2 separate regions of the Mus musculus genome follow, and region 2 is linked to region 1. Evidence: chromatin contacts called from public Hi-C data. All regions are on one chromosome and are shown on one strand. Each heading gives the region's core, a stretch centred on a gene start, on an enhancer-like site or on the middle of the called end of the contact. The rest is flanking DNA. Distances are from core to core; before and after follow the strand shown.

The links. Hi-C and Micro-C count contacts between places; a contact is called where the count stands out from the background.
Region 2: a Hi-C map of muscle stem cells shows a contact between it and region 1, with 3 times the contacts expected there. The contact joins the enhancer-like site here to the promoter of Trim67 in region 1. A contact is called at or near these places in 2 of 39 promoter capture datasets (embryonic stem cells and trophoblast stem cells), 2 of 15 datasets of contacts at CTCF or cohesin (the NIH/3T3 cell line and embryonic stem cells), 16 of 484 Hi-C or Micro-C datasets (the C2C12 cell line, the HL-1 cell line, the N1E-115 cell line and 11 more), 8 of 115 datasets of contacts at active chromatin or transcription factors (CD8 T cells, embryonic fibroblasts, embryonic stem cells and 3 more) and 2 of 9 other capture datasets (adipose tissue and liver).

The regions. Positions count from the first base shown.
Region 1 is chr8:124,790,629-124,796,967 of GRCm38.p6, reverse strand. It overlaps Trim67 (tripartite motif-containing 67), which reads right to left and starts at 3,949. Exons shown (of 10, transcript NM_198632.2): 1 at 2,063-3,949. The coding sequence starts at 3,067. Gm46059 (a long non-coding RNA gene) reads left to right here and starts at 4,581. Exons shown (of 3, transcript XR_001778718.2): 1 at 4,581-5,664; 2 at 5,827-6,213.
Region 2 is chr8:124,823,759-124,830,097 of GRCm38.p6, reverse strand. It overlaps Trim67 (tripartite motif-containing 67), which reads right to left. Exons shown (of 10, transcript NM_198632.2): 7 at 5,242-5,380; 8 at 3,860-4,163; 9 at 1,837-1,999; 10 at 1-1,078. The coding sequence ends at 1,013. Among named protein-coding and RNA genes, the nearest start is that of Trim67, 34 kb to the right of the region's middle. Within about 2 kb of position 3,182, at least 63 of the 459 cell types and tissues checked have an H3K27ac peak or open chromatin away from gene starts, as enhancers often do. A contact at or near this core is called in the C2C12 cell line, the HL-1 cell line, the NIH/3T3 cell line and 7 more, where this site is marked.

The DNA.
Region 1 (6,339 bases), core at 2,700-5,199:
GGTTAAGCATAAATACCATAAAACAGTAAATAACACCTAATGGCTTGAGTCCCACACAGGGGATTATGCAGAGGATGATACTTACCCCTTCCCACAAGAGTCCAAGTTCAATGTTACTTACGGTGGGTTCAAAGTTTTCAAAGTAGCTTAAGCACACACAGCTAGTAACATGCAAGGCTGAGGTATGGAACCAAGGCTGTGGGACCCCACAGAAGAGTTTCTCTGCAGGGGTGCAGTTCATGGCAGGGAGATGGATTCTCAATTGTACTGTAGGATCACTAGTGTTGCCAGACCTTTCAGAGTGCCCGGAGAAGCTGGGTGTAAGGCACATTATCCCTGCTGAGAGTCCCCACACTAGGACATTGAACAGGTTTCCTTCTCCAACATAGAGTTGCAAAGAGTTCTCTAGTTACTTTTTTTCCCCCTATACTTTTCATTTAAAACAATGTAGCCGTGTGTTACGGCTCACATCTGTAACCTCAGCACTCAAGAGGCTGAGAAGGAGGGTGGTAGTGAGTTCCATGCCAGCCTGAACCATACCGTAAGTAAAAGAGGATCTTAAAAAAACCACACACACAAAAACTTCCCTAAATATTAAATTATCATAGCAACATATGTTTATTGTAGGAGATGAAAGTCTATAAAGAAAACACAGGAAAGCCACATCTCTATCTGGCTGCTCTGGGCTGTTTGCACGCACTTAGCAAGCTGCCTTATTTTCCTGCGGCTCTACTCTGTGTAACTGCAGGCAATAGTTCTTGTTGGACAGTCTTGGCACCTCTTACACCTTCCAGGGTGGGTTTCTGAAGGAGGGGTGTGTGAAATGCACCATGAACAAGTGACTCTAACCTGCTCGTCTAAGGAGACATCAAGGCCTGTCGCACAAGGGTGCCGGATAGAATGTCAGATGAGGAACTGCCCTGACCTTGTCTTGTAGGCTGGTGAAGGGCCCAGGCAGACTGTCACAGCTCAAGAAGAAGAAGAGAGCAAAGAGCAAAGTACCAGGTCTAAGTAGCTAACAGTAGCACTACCCGAGGCCAGTGCCCAGGAGGGTAGGCTGTAGGCAGATGTGCTTGATCTCTTTGGTCTGCATCTCTTCCACAGCTCCAGTAGCAGAGCCTGAGGCAAGAGAAGTGCTCTGGAGAAAAATCACACTTTTTTCCTGGAAGGACACCCCCTGACGTCCCCAATCTCTTCCATAGCCCAAGAGACACTGCCTTTCTCTACAGGTTTAGAGGAATTCTGGGCATAGAACTAGCTGGGGACTAAGTGAAAGAGGAGACAGTTCTCTGGAAGTTGAAAAGGGGAAAGCTTTATCTGTTCAGTGAGGCAAAGCTGATGGAGTCTACGGTGGAAGAAGGACAAGGCTCTAGGGTTCTTGAGCAGGGGTGCTCTCTCCCGGCCTTGGCAATGGATTTAAGGAAGACTTCAGGTGGGTTCCTATGGCCAGCGGGTAACAGTTTCACTCTTAAACCTGTCTCTCACTTACAAGGGGGGAGGGAGCTCTGACAGTGTGCCTTAGACTTTGGGTGAGAGCCCTGCTTCTGTGCTTCGGGAACCCTTTGCCTCAGAAAGGAAACTTAACAAGTCGTTTTCATAACCTACCAATCTGATACCCAGTGCAGAGCACGTGGTCCACTGAGTCTTGGTCAGATAGTGACTGCTGGGATCCTTGAATGGATGTATGTATGTATGGATGGATGCATGCATGCATGCATTCATATAGATCCATGATAGACAGATGTATGCATACATAGGTGAATGAATGCACGAAGGATTGGATGGAAGCATGGGTGGATACCCATGCCCAGTGTATGGATAGATGGATGCATGCATACATAGATCGATGGAATGATGAACATGTGGGTAGATGGAAGGACGGATGTGTGTGTGTGTGTGTGTGTGTGTGTGTGGACGGACGGACGGACGAATGGATTGGATGGATGGATGGATGGATGGATGGATGGAGTGATTCCTGTTTGGCCCTCAAGCCCACCAAGAAGGGGTTCAGAGAATCTCTTTTCTTCCACCCTGGCTGGCGTTCCGCACAGCCGACGCTCACCTTGTGCTGCTTCCACGTTGCCCCCAGCGGCTTCACCTCGTGCTTGCTGTGCCTGCCTTCCTCCAGGCACATGTAGCACACAGGGCTCCGACAGCTCACGCAGTACATGCTGTAGTTCTCCATCTCGTGCTCGGGACATGTGGGGAACTTTCGCGGCGCGCTGGCCCCGGCACCCCCTGGGCTCCTGCATCCTCCTGCGCTGGAGGCAGTGGAAGTGCCTGTAACAGCAGGGGTAGCCTCTGGGGGTGTGGGCGGCGGCGGTGGCTGAACTAGCCGATGCTTAGCGAAGGGGCCCCGGGACGGGTGGCACTTGAGCTGGCAGGTGGCGCAATAGAGCACGTCGCATTGCTCGCAGAGAGTGGCTGCCGGCTCCGGTGGGGTGCGGTCGCACAGCTGGCAGATGGCCACCGCCGGGGCTGCAGCCGCCCCCGGAACAACCCCACGGCCCTGCTGGTACCGCTGCACAATGCCCTCCAGTAGCCGGTTGCGCTGGAAGCCTCGCAGGCCGCGGTGATCCAAGGAGGCGCTGCGGTGGCACTGCGGGCAGGTGATGGAGCTGGAGGACGAGCAGAGCGAGGAGCAGGCGGCGCCTCGGGCCGCGGCGGCCGAAGAGCCCGGGGGCGCAGGCACCATGGGCAGCACGCGGACTCCATTGGGGGACTTGAGGCTGGGGGTGTAGGAGCCATAGCCGCTGTCAGTCTCGCTGTACAAGCTCAGCTTGTCCGCGTGGTCTCCGCCACCGGTCGCCCCGCCGCCTAGGCCTCCGGCTGTGTTAGCTCCCGCGCCTCCGCTGGTCGCGCCGGCGGCTGCGTCCTGATCCGGAGGGGTTGCGGCGGCGGCGGCACCTCGCGAAAGAAGGAGCGGCGGGGGCAGGTGCTGCTCGCCGTCCGGGGTCTGAACCGCGATAGTGCGGGCGCACGGCAAGCAGACATTGTGAGAGCAGGGCAGGATGATGGGTTCCCGGAACAGGGATCCGCACACTGGGCACTTCAGCTCCTCCTCCATCGCCGCGCCCGCGGCCAGAGCCGCTCGGGACCAGCCAAGAATGGTCAAGGCTCCGAAGACAAGCGCAGCTGGGCTGGCGATGTCAGCGCTCTTGAGTCAGGAGGCGGGGGTATTTCACGGGCATGCTGTCTTCACCCGAGGGTGGCACGCCCCCTCTCTGTCCTCAGGCCACCGCCCTAAGACGCTTGGCCGCCAGAGAAAGGAGGGGTCCTCACCTCCTGAAGGCGAGGCTCCCTCACCGGAGGCAGCCGTCTGAAGGTGGCGGGGAGCCCTCGCGGTGGCCTCCGAGGTTGTCCAGGTGTTGAATAGGCAGCAGTAGCGCCGTCCGGGGTACCTCGTGCCTCCACTCCACGAAGGACCAGTGACCCGCTGCTGTGAGCCAGCAAGGCTACTGAGCCCGACTCCGCAGCGCCGCTGCCCCGAGTCTTCTTTCTGCGAGCGCCCCGCCCCTACCCAGCTCTTGGCCAGTGCCCGAGTGGCGGGGCCAGGGCTGGTTCAGCACCACCAGACGGCGGACAGCGCCCGCGAGAGGATGGGCCCGGAGTCCGCGCCCGTCCCCCCTCCCGCGCGCATCCTCCGCCAGGCTGCTGTGCAGCCGCGGCCACCTCGGCATCCCCCGGCCCGGAGACCGTCGCCGTACCGCTGCTCGGGCCGCTGCTCTCTGAGCTGCCTCCTCGTAGGCCGGTATTGAGCAGCGTCCCAGGCTGGCCTCGCCGGCTCCGGTTCCTGCAGCGCCCCTGACCTTGGCCGCGCCACGCTGCAGCGGCGGGTGGGGGGCGAGCACCCGCTGGCTCGGGAATCCCCCTCCCGGCCCCACCGCCTCCCGCGCCCGCCCGCCCGCCGTGCCGCGCGCCCAGGAGTTGTAATTTCCAGAGCGAGAGTAACGGGGCGGGGGGCGGGGAGCCAGGCGTCAGCTCAGCGAATGAGGGCTCGCCTCTCGCGGCTGGCAGTCAGGGGCGGGTCGGAGGGCTTCGTGGGGAGGATCATTGTGGAGAACTGCTCCGTTACGGATGGAGACTGCACGGTGAATTAGCACGGCGCCCCGCCCAGCTTGCCAGAGCAACCCTGGCCAGCTCCCGCCCTGCCCACTCCTCGCCACCATGAAAGCGTAAACAGCGGTCCCTAAAAGGCCAGTCGCTTGAAAAAGGCCTCGCAACACAGCGCGACAGTCGGTTCCTAAATCTATTTCCTCCCCGCAAAAAGCTTTCAAGGCACAAAATGTCGGACAGCCTCGCGCCAAAGGGCGAGGTTTGATTTATGCATCTTTTTACAAGCCTTTTTTTTTTTTTTTTTTTGTCTCCTTGGTTCTACTGGGGCTAGTCGTGGAAGATGAGGGCCGGAGGACTTGGCGAGGACACGGTGAAGGTTGCCAAATACAACCTCCCCAGGCTGCTCGCGAGTGCGGAGAGGCGGGAGGCAGCGAGCAGGTGTTCTCTTTATGAATGGGAGCTTCCTGCAACGTCGCCGCCCGCGCGCCTGGCTGCCGTCTGCCCGCTGTTCTGCGCTGGGTAGTGCCGGCTGCCCAGAGAAAGGAAGTACGCGCTGGGCATAGAGCTAAGGGCGAGCCCTGGAAGGGAAGAGCGCGTGGAGCGAAATGCGCACCACGCGGCCCTCTCTTCCTGTGCGATTCAAGCTGGCTTGGAACAGACAAGGAAATTGTCGATTTAGAAAGGATGTGTCAGTCAGCGTGCTGGCTCGTGCTTGTAATTCTAGCACTTGGGAGGCCTAGGCAGAAGGATTGCTATGAGTTCAAGGCCAGCTTGGGCTACATAGTAATTTCCAAGCTAGTCTGGGTGTTACATAGTAAGACTCTGCTGAACTGAAACAAACAAAAAAAAAAAAACAGCAACCGTGGCGCAGACTCCTGCTGAAGGAATGCAGGGCCCCAGCCACTGTCAGCATTTGGAAAGATAGCAGGAGGAGAGAAATGAAGCCACAGACTAATGAGGCAGCTGCCTTGGCCTGGCTCTGTGCCTAAGGGATAGAACCTCTGGTGGAAGGGAGGTCACCAGGAAAGCCATTGCAAAGCACCCCAGTGAAGCCCATATCTTTACAGGACTTCCGGGGTCCTGCAGCTTGCTTCCACCTGTCCAGTCTGGAAAATACTATAACAATATATATATGTGTCCGTGCCAAATTGTTACAGTAAATGCTCTGGACTACTTTCTATGCATCTCAGTTCAGCTGAATGGCTTACAGAAGTCTGGCTCCATGTTTAAGGGTAGGCTCCTGCTAAACCGGACATCCCAATTAGCCCTGCTTCAGGAAGCAGTGCTGCACGGTGGGGGTGGGGGTGGGTATGGAGGCGGCAACTGTCCTAATCCACTCTCTGTAGATGAAGCTTCAGTCACCTGGTCCTGCCAGCAATACACTGAAAAAAAGAAATTCTTCAGAAAGTCACTATTGATCCTAAGGTCTAGGAGAGTCACAACTTGGGTTATTGAAAGCTCTTCAAGAAGCTGGAAGGTGGTGGTGCACGCCTTTAATCCAAGCACTCAGGAGTCAGAGGCAGGTGAATCTCTGAGTTAGAGGCCAGCCTGGTCTACAGAGCGAGTTCCAGGAGAACCAGGGTATACAGAGAAACCCTGTATCAATAAGTAAGTAAGTAAATAAATAAATAAATAAATAAATCCTTTCTGCTGAACCCAGCTACCCAGCTCAGTCTGCCCTGGGACCAACTGGAATTCATATCTCTTAAAAACCTCATGATTTTATAGTAAGCACAGTAAGTGACTCCTGTTTCTCTTTGTCTTTTTCAGACCTGGGTAGCCTACTTAGGCTTGGACAGGGTGGCACTTTTAGCCAAGCGTGTGTGTCTCTGCACATGCAAGACATACTGTGAAACCACTCCTAGCTTGGCCTATAGTAAGCAACAGACACGTGAAATCTGAGGACTTGGAAAGTGGTGATGAGAAGACAGCCTGGGCCACAGAGTGGGACCCTAACTCCACAAGCAAACAAACCAACCATGACAAGCCACAAAGAAACAAGCAAACTTCCTCTTTTGCTTTCCTTCAAAACAGAACACTCGGGCATCTTGCCACATCCTCAGTCCCCATGGCTCTGTAGCTCAAGTCAGCTCAGCTGTGTGGAAGGCTGGGACCTGGGCTCTGCCCCGTGGAGGGAGGCTTCCTGTCCTTCAGCCTGTGAGTCTCTGTTCCAGCTTGCTCTGGGTGCTTCTCACGCATAGCCATAGTCATTGCTGATTCTCACTGTCACCTATTAAAAGTCCTATCTGCTGCAGCAGTGCCCTATGTACACACAGAGTGCAC
Region 2 (6,339 bases), core at 1,933-4,432, 34 kb before region 1:
GCCATCTAGTTTCAGCCTTTCTCTGGGGTCTCATCTGTCTCATCGTGACAGAGCCACCCCTGTCGCCACCAGGGTCGCTCCTTGTGTTCATGATGCTTCAAAGAGGGCACCGGGTGAAGCCGTAAGAGCTTACTGAGATGCACAGTCTGTCTTCCCAGGGTCTGCCGCCTCTGTGATCAAGGCCCAGCCCAGGAAGGCGGTGCAGATATATGTCCAGCAATTTCTGTGGAAGCAGGTTCTAGAAAAAGCCACCACTGTGCAAAGACGTGTCACTGTCTTGGATTCCAGTGTTTCTACTCATAACTAAGAACTGAGTGAATAAAATATAACAGATTGTTACACATACACACACATGTGTGTGAGAGTGTGTGTGTGTGTGTGTGTGAGAGAGAGAGAGAGAGAGAGAGGTCAACAGCACATGGGTAATGATACAGACCCTAAGGAAGCCTTTCTGAAGGGTCCTAGCAGTTCATTAATGACTAATGTCCCTTTCAAATTAGTTTGCAGTGTATTGAAAACTGCATATCCCAGAGGCTCAAGGTCCGTTTCTTCCCGCAGAGGTGACAAACTGTCAGCCTGGGACTCCATAAAGGAACAGAGTCCTAGCAATGGGTTACAGGCAGGCATGGAGTAACATCACGGGGCTGATCCATCCTGGGATACCAGTCTCAGAGTCTGCCTTCTCCTCTCCCTCCAGGAAAACAAAAAACAAAAACTTAAGAGGAAATCAAAGTTTTTAAACAGATGTCAGAAAATATAAGCCGGAAACAAAAGGTGTCCATCTTGAGGGCACCCTGGGGGGGACCATAGCCCTGTGGCATTGAGGTGAAAGGCCACTCCTGATATAGGCGGCCACAGTATGGTCGTGGGGCTCGCATGTGATTCATTCTCAGTTCCCCCAGAAAAGCGTCTTCAGATGTCCGCTGGCTGCTGGCACCCAGGACTTTCTGTTATGCCCTGGTCCTCCGTGAAGCCCTCCATCACGGCCAGCTAGGCAGCGGGAGCCACCAGGCTAGTTGCCTGACAGCTTTGGCCGTCCCAGGTTTGTTGGCACCTCCAGTCCTGTGTGCAGGGTGACCTGGAAAAGATGAAACCAGCAGGAGTTGGTTGGGTGGCAGAGTACTTGCACACTACGTACAAGACCCTGGGTCCCAGCCCTAACACAGGAGGAAGGCAGGAGACAGAGGAGATAGAGGAGCGGAAAGAGGGGCAGGAGAGGCTGTCCATAGCACAGAACACCTGACGTAGCACCGCGACCACGTGCCGGAGAACTCATGCTATGGATTTTATTACTCATCTGTCTCCCCCATATGGCTAAGGCCCATGCCACTTTGTGCTTTCTGCCTCATAACCGGAGCTACAGTAACGAGCAGATGGGTTCACTGGCATGAGCCGCAGAGCCCTGCGGCAAAGAGGCTCTGCTTCTCGCAGCCGAGTCTCTGAGCCTGCTGCTGTCTCTTCCAGCTCTCACTGTGACCCTCAAATCGCCCCTTTACGTAACCAACACCGGACTGTTGTGGAAACACTTGCAGGGCAATAGACACATGGCAGGTCCCTTAATAGATCCAGGGACAGAGGGAGTCTGTTAGAAGCAAAGGATGCCCCCATCTAGCTTGTGTTAGGAGCTCCTGTACCATCCAATCCCCTGGGGCACTGAGCCCCTGCTCCTTCCTGGAGCCCCATGGAGCTTGTTTGCTCCAAAAGGTCGTATGTACAGTCCTTAGCAGAAGACTGCCTATCTGATGAGCGAGGTGGTCCGTTCTCATTACAGTACTCATTGTTCAGGAAGCAGAGAAGTGGGCGGGACTGGGCGAGCCACCTGTGTCTCTAAGGTACCTGCACGTTTCGGTTGAGGCTGAGGGCAGGCATGAAGACCCCATCCACGTGGCTGAAGGCTGTGGGGCCCTGCTGTTGCCCATTGATGAAGAAGGTCAGAGTGTGTTTGTTTAGGTCCAGCAGCACACCCACAGTGGCCCCCTTGCACACACCGCCTTCAGTCCTGGGAAGATAAACCAGGAAAACCTATCATCACACCTAGGTCATGATGTGACAGTAACTCAGGACAGCTTCATTCAAACCTAGCCACCAAGTGTGTGTGTGTGTGTGTGTGTGTGTGTGTATGTATGTGCCAGCCACAAGAGAACACAGCTCTAAGGGACCAAAGCTACTCAGCCCCTTCTTATCCACAGCATCTGAGACCTACATGCCTTTGAGCTGGGAGGAACTTTAAGTAATAGACCTGGAAGACTTTTCCTAGAACCCTCTGTGCCCTTCAGCAGACATGCCCTTCATTAACTAAGGGTTCCCTTGACATGACCTTGTTCAGCCCTGGGAGGAAACTGAGTCCTCGGTTAGGATTGAGCCAGGGGCAGAAGTGAGAAGAGACCCTGACATGAACTCTTTACAAGGACCTGGTGGGAAGAGCAGGTGTCCTGGAGGTGCCTTAGGGTCTGGTGGAGAAGCGTCCAACAGACTGGGCAGTCAGTGCGATTCTAATTATGGCCACCAGATGGCAGTAGTAACAAGTCTGACCTGCCAGTTTTCCATGAACTCACCCCCTACGATCAAGGTCAGGTCTGGGAGCAGGGTCTGGCTTCTGAGAAAGCTTTTGCCCCGCAAAAGCACCCAATGCATGCTTGAGTTCATTACTGCCACCATCAGAATGTCTAGGTACTGGGCTTGCTCAAGCACACAGGCATGGAACTGGTAGGCCAGGGTGGTCTTGGCCTCTTTGTGGGTTAGAGGTGGAGGGAGGTCACCTGGTAAACCTATATCACCTGGTCGGCCTCATCGCTTATTCTGCAGTACCGGGCCAGACGAATTTACTTGGTTAACCTGCAGTGCCTGCTAAGTTCCACGGCCCAGCTTGAGAGTCTAGCTGCTGCCCCTCCCACAATCCTTTGGAGCAGAGGACATTACCAGTGAAAAGATAGTGATCAGGTAGGGGGATCTGAGGGTCCTCAGGCAAGTTCCTGGCCAAACTAGACTTGGTTTTCCTGGGAGAGAAGCTGGGTTACTCGTTGTGAAGAGAGCAGTCAGAGCTGCTTGGAAGAGCAGCGAGAACCCAGGAGCCCTGGTGGCAGCCCTACCCTGCCAGGAGCCCAGGGAGGTCAGCTCCTTGGGATTGGCTTCTTTATGCTTTCCCTGCGGCAGCGCCAGGGTCATTCCAGGCAAAGCAGTAGCCGTGGCAATGACTCCTCCTCCCTCTGCGGGAAACAAGTATCCCATTAGTGTTGCGCAGTGACTCAGGCTTAGCAAGAGGGTTGCAGAAAGAACTGGAGCAAGACCAGTAAGAAAACCGCAAATTAAAGCTCTCAGTGGAAAGGCACTACTGTGAGGCCAGCTGGGGGACAGAGAGCCACTGAGCCAGAACTGCCTCCTCTCCCCCACACCATCAAGTACTTTCAGTTGTGACACAGGCAAATGGTTCACACTTCACCTAGTCTTTCTCCAAAACCCCTGGAACTACAGAACAAAGTGCATAAAAAATGGCTCCTCCGGCTAACCGACCGGAGGAGCAGAGGTCCTGAATTCAGTTCCCAGCAACCATATGATGGCTCACCCATCTGTACAGCTACAGTGTACTCATATGCATTAAAGAAAGTAAGAAAGAGAGAAAGAAAGAAAGAAAGAAAGAGAGAGAGAGAGAGAGAGAGAGAGAGAGAGAGAGAGAAAGAGAGAGAGAGAGAGAAAGAAAGAAAGAAAGAAAGAAAGAAAGAAAGACAGAAAGAGAGAAAGAAAGAGAGGAAGAAAGAAAACTTTTTAAAAGACAGCTCCTCCCCCAACACCTGGGACAATCAGAGAACCTTGTCCCCGCCCCTGAATCTGCGGGCTAAGTGGGGGTTCAGGGAGCACGCACCTGTTGGTATGGGAGTTACAGTGCATGAACCAGCTGCGGTTGTTGTCCACGTACATGGCCCAGGCCTTGTCATCCTTGCCTAGCATCATATCTTTGACCACGCTGGCCCTGGCCACTCCGAAGGCTGGGTCCGGGTGGTTGTCATAGCGGTCCACGTGCAGCTCCCAGTAGTGCACGCCTTTGGAGAAGGCAGCTGTGCCTAGCACCACCCGGTCATCATAGCTGCTGCAAGTAGCCGTCTGGTTGTCATTGGATAAGATGATGTCCCGATGGCCAGAGTTGGGGTCAAAGGTGAACCAGGCCACTGGAAAGGAAGAAGGCAGGTAGAGCAGGCACAAGAATCTCTGTTTCCTGCCCCTCTTATCCCCCCATCTTTCCCCCAACACAACACACATTTTTTCTGTACAGCCAAGGTGACTGATAGACTTAGTTGCTTCTAACAGAGTCGATTCATTGCCGCCAGTGGTCTATGTGGGATACACACACACACTCACATATACACAGTCACACTCTGTGCTGATTGGCTTTTGTCAACTTGACAGAAATCTAGATTATCTGGGAAGAGGGAACCTAGATTCAGAAAATGCCTCTATAAGATTTGCCCAGGGGCTGGAGAGATGGCTCCGTGGTTAAGAGCACTGACTGCTCTACCAAAGGTCCTGAGTTCAAGTCCCAGCAACCACGTGGTGGCTCACAACCATCCATAATGAGATCTGATGCCCTCTTCTGGGGTGTCTGAAGACAGCTACAGTGTACTTACATATGATAAATAAATAAGTCTATGGGAGTATTGTCCTGACTCAAGATTGACAGGGGAGGGCCCAGTCCACTGTGGGTGGTGCCACTCCTAGGCAGGTGGTTCTGAGTTATATTAGAAAGCAGGCTGAGCAAGCCAGCAAGCAGCAGCCCTCCATGGCCTCTGTTTCAGTTCCTGCCCTGACTTCTACAGTTGTAAGATGAAATATATCCTCTCCTCCCCAGGTTGATTTTGGTCATAGTCTTTGTCACAGCAATAGAATCCACCCCCCCCCCTTCCCTGCTCTGTGTCTCTGTGTTGCCCAAGTTTTCTTCCACAGATCCAGCCTTGCTAGGGAGCACAGACGTGCAGGCCGATTGGCCCCACAGCCAGGTCTATTCCCTGGAGCTCTGACTCCTACCATCTCCTCAAATGGCCCAGGTACTGTTAGAGGTGACAGAGGAAGTGTCTATCCATGGCCCACCCTGTAGGTAGGAGATTGAAACACAAAGAGGAGACAAGATGTGGCCAAGGTCAAACTCTTAAGCCCCATAGAATGAGGACACTGGCTTCTTCCTGCTCCTGCCCTGCCCCCACCCCCAGGATATGGGCAGAGAGGCAGAATGCACGGCTGAGGGTTGCTCACCGTCGGAGGTCTGCAGGACCACAGTCTTGCTGTAGGGCCCAACACCAGAGGAGTTGAAGGCTTTGACTCTGGCATTGTAGGTGCTATTAAAGTGCAGCCCGTCAATGGTGCACAGGGTCTCCTTGCCAACATACACCTCCTGAAAGAGCAAGGACACTCACTCGGCCACAGAGCTTCCAGAAGTTCCCCTCACACCAACTGGAGTACCAGATGAGAGAAGTTCCAACCTGTGCTGTTTACCTTCATGGGGCCTCTCAAATTGCTAGCCCCTCTGTCTCAGGGCACCAGCAAGACAGGGCTGCAGGGGTGAAACTATCCTAGGATGGTCCCCAAAAGCACTCTGCCTCCACCATCAGACTGCTCTCTGCCTCCACTATCAGTGCTCTCTGCCTCCACCATCAGACTGCTCTCTGCCTCCACTATCAGTGCTCTCTGCCTCCACCATCAGACTGCTCTCTGCCTCCACTATCAGTGTTCTCTGCCTCCACCATCAGACTGCTCTCTGCCTCCACCATCAGACTGCTCTCTACCTCCACTATCAGTGTTCTCTGCCTCCACCATCAGACTGCTCTCTGCCTCCACTATCAGACTGCCAGAAGCCAAGGGGATGCCTACAAAGCTTCCTGCCCCTGAGATCAGCATCTTCTTCTCTGTGACCCTGCCTCTGCTGGCTTCTGGTTCTCTAAGATGGTGAGCTTCCTTGCACCAGATCTTTATTTTCACTTTCTAGGGTCTTACTTCATTCCACATTCACTTCTGGACGGTCTGTCCTACTAAGCCTCAATATGTGCGGATTTGTTTTAACAAGATGTTACTCTGCAGCCCAGGCTGGCCTCAGACCCTCAATTCTCCTGCCTTAGCCTCTCAGAGCTCAGATTCCAGGCAGGAGCCACCACACCTGTCTAGTGTCCCTTTTCATGCGTCTTCATGAACCAGAAGTTTGCCATGTTTTGAAAGAGACCACCTTCCACTGCAGAAACATGCTGCCAAGGTAGGAACCTGCCCAAACCCTGATGTCATAGTCAGAAAGGCAGATTAAAAAAAAGAAAGCCCGGGGATGGAGAGATGGCTCAGCGGTTGAGAGCACTGGTTGCTCTT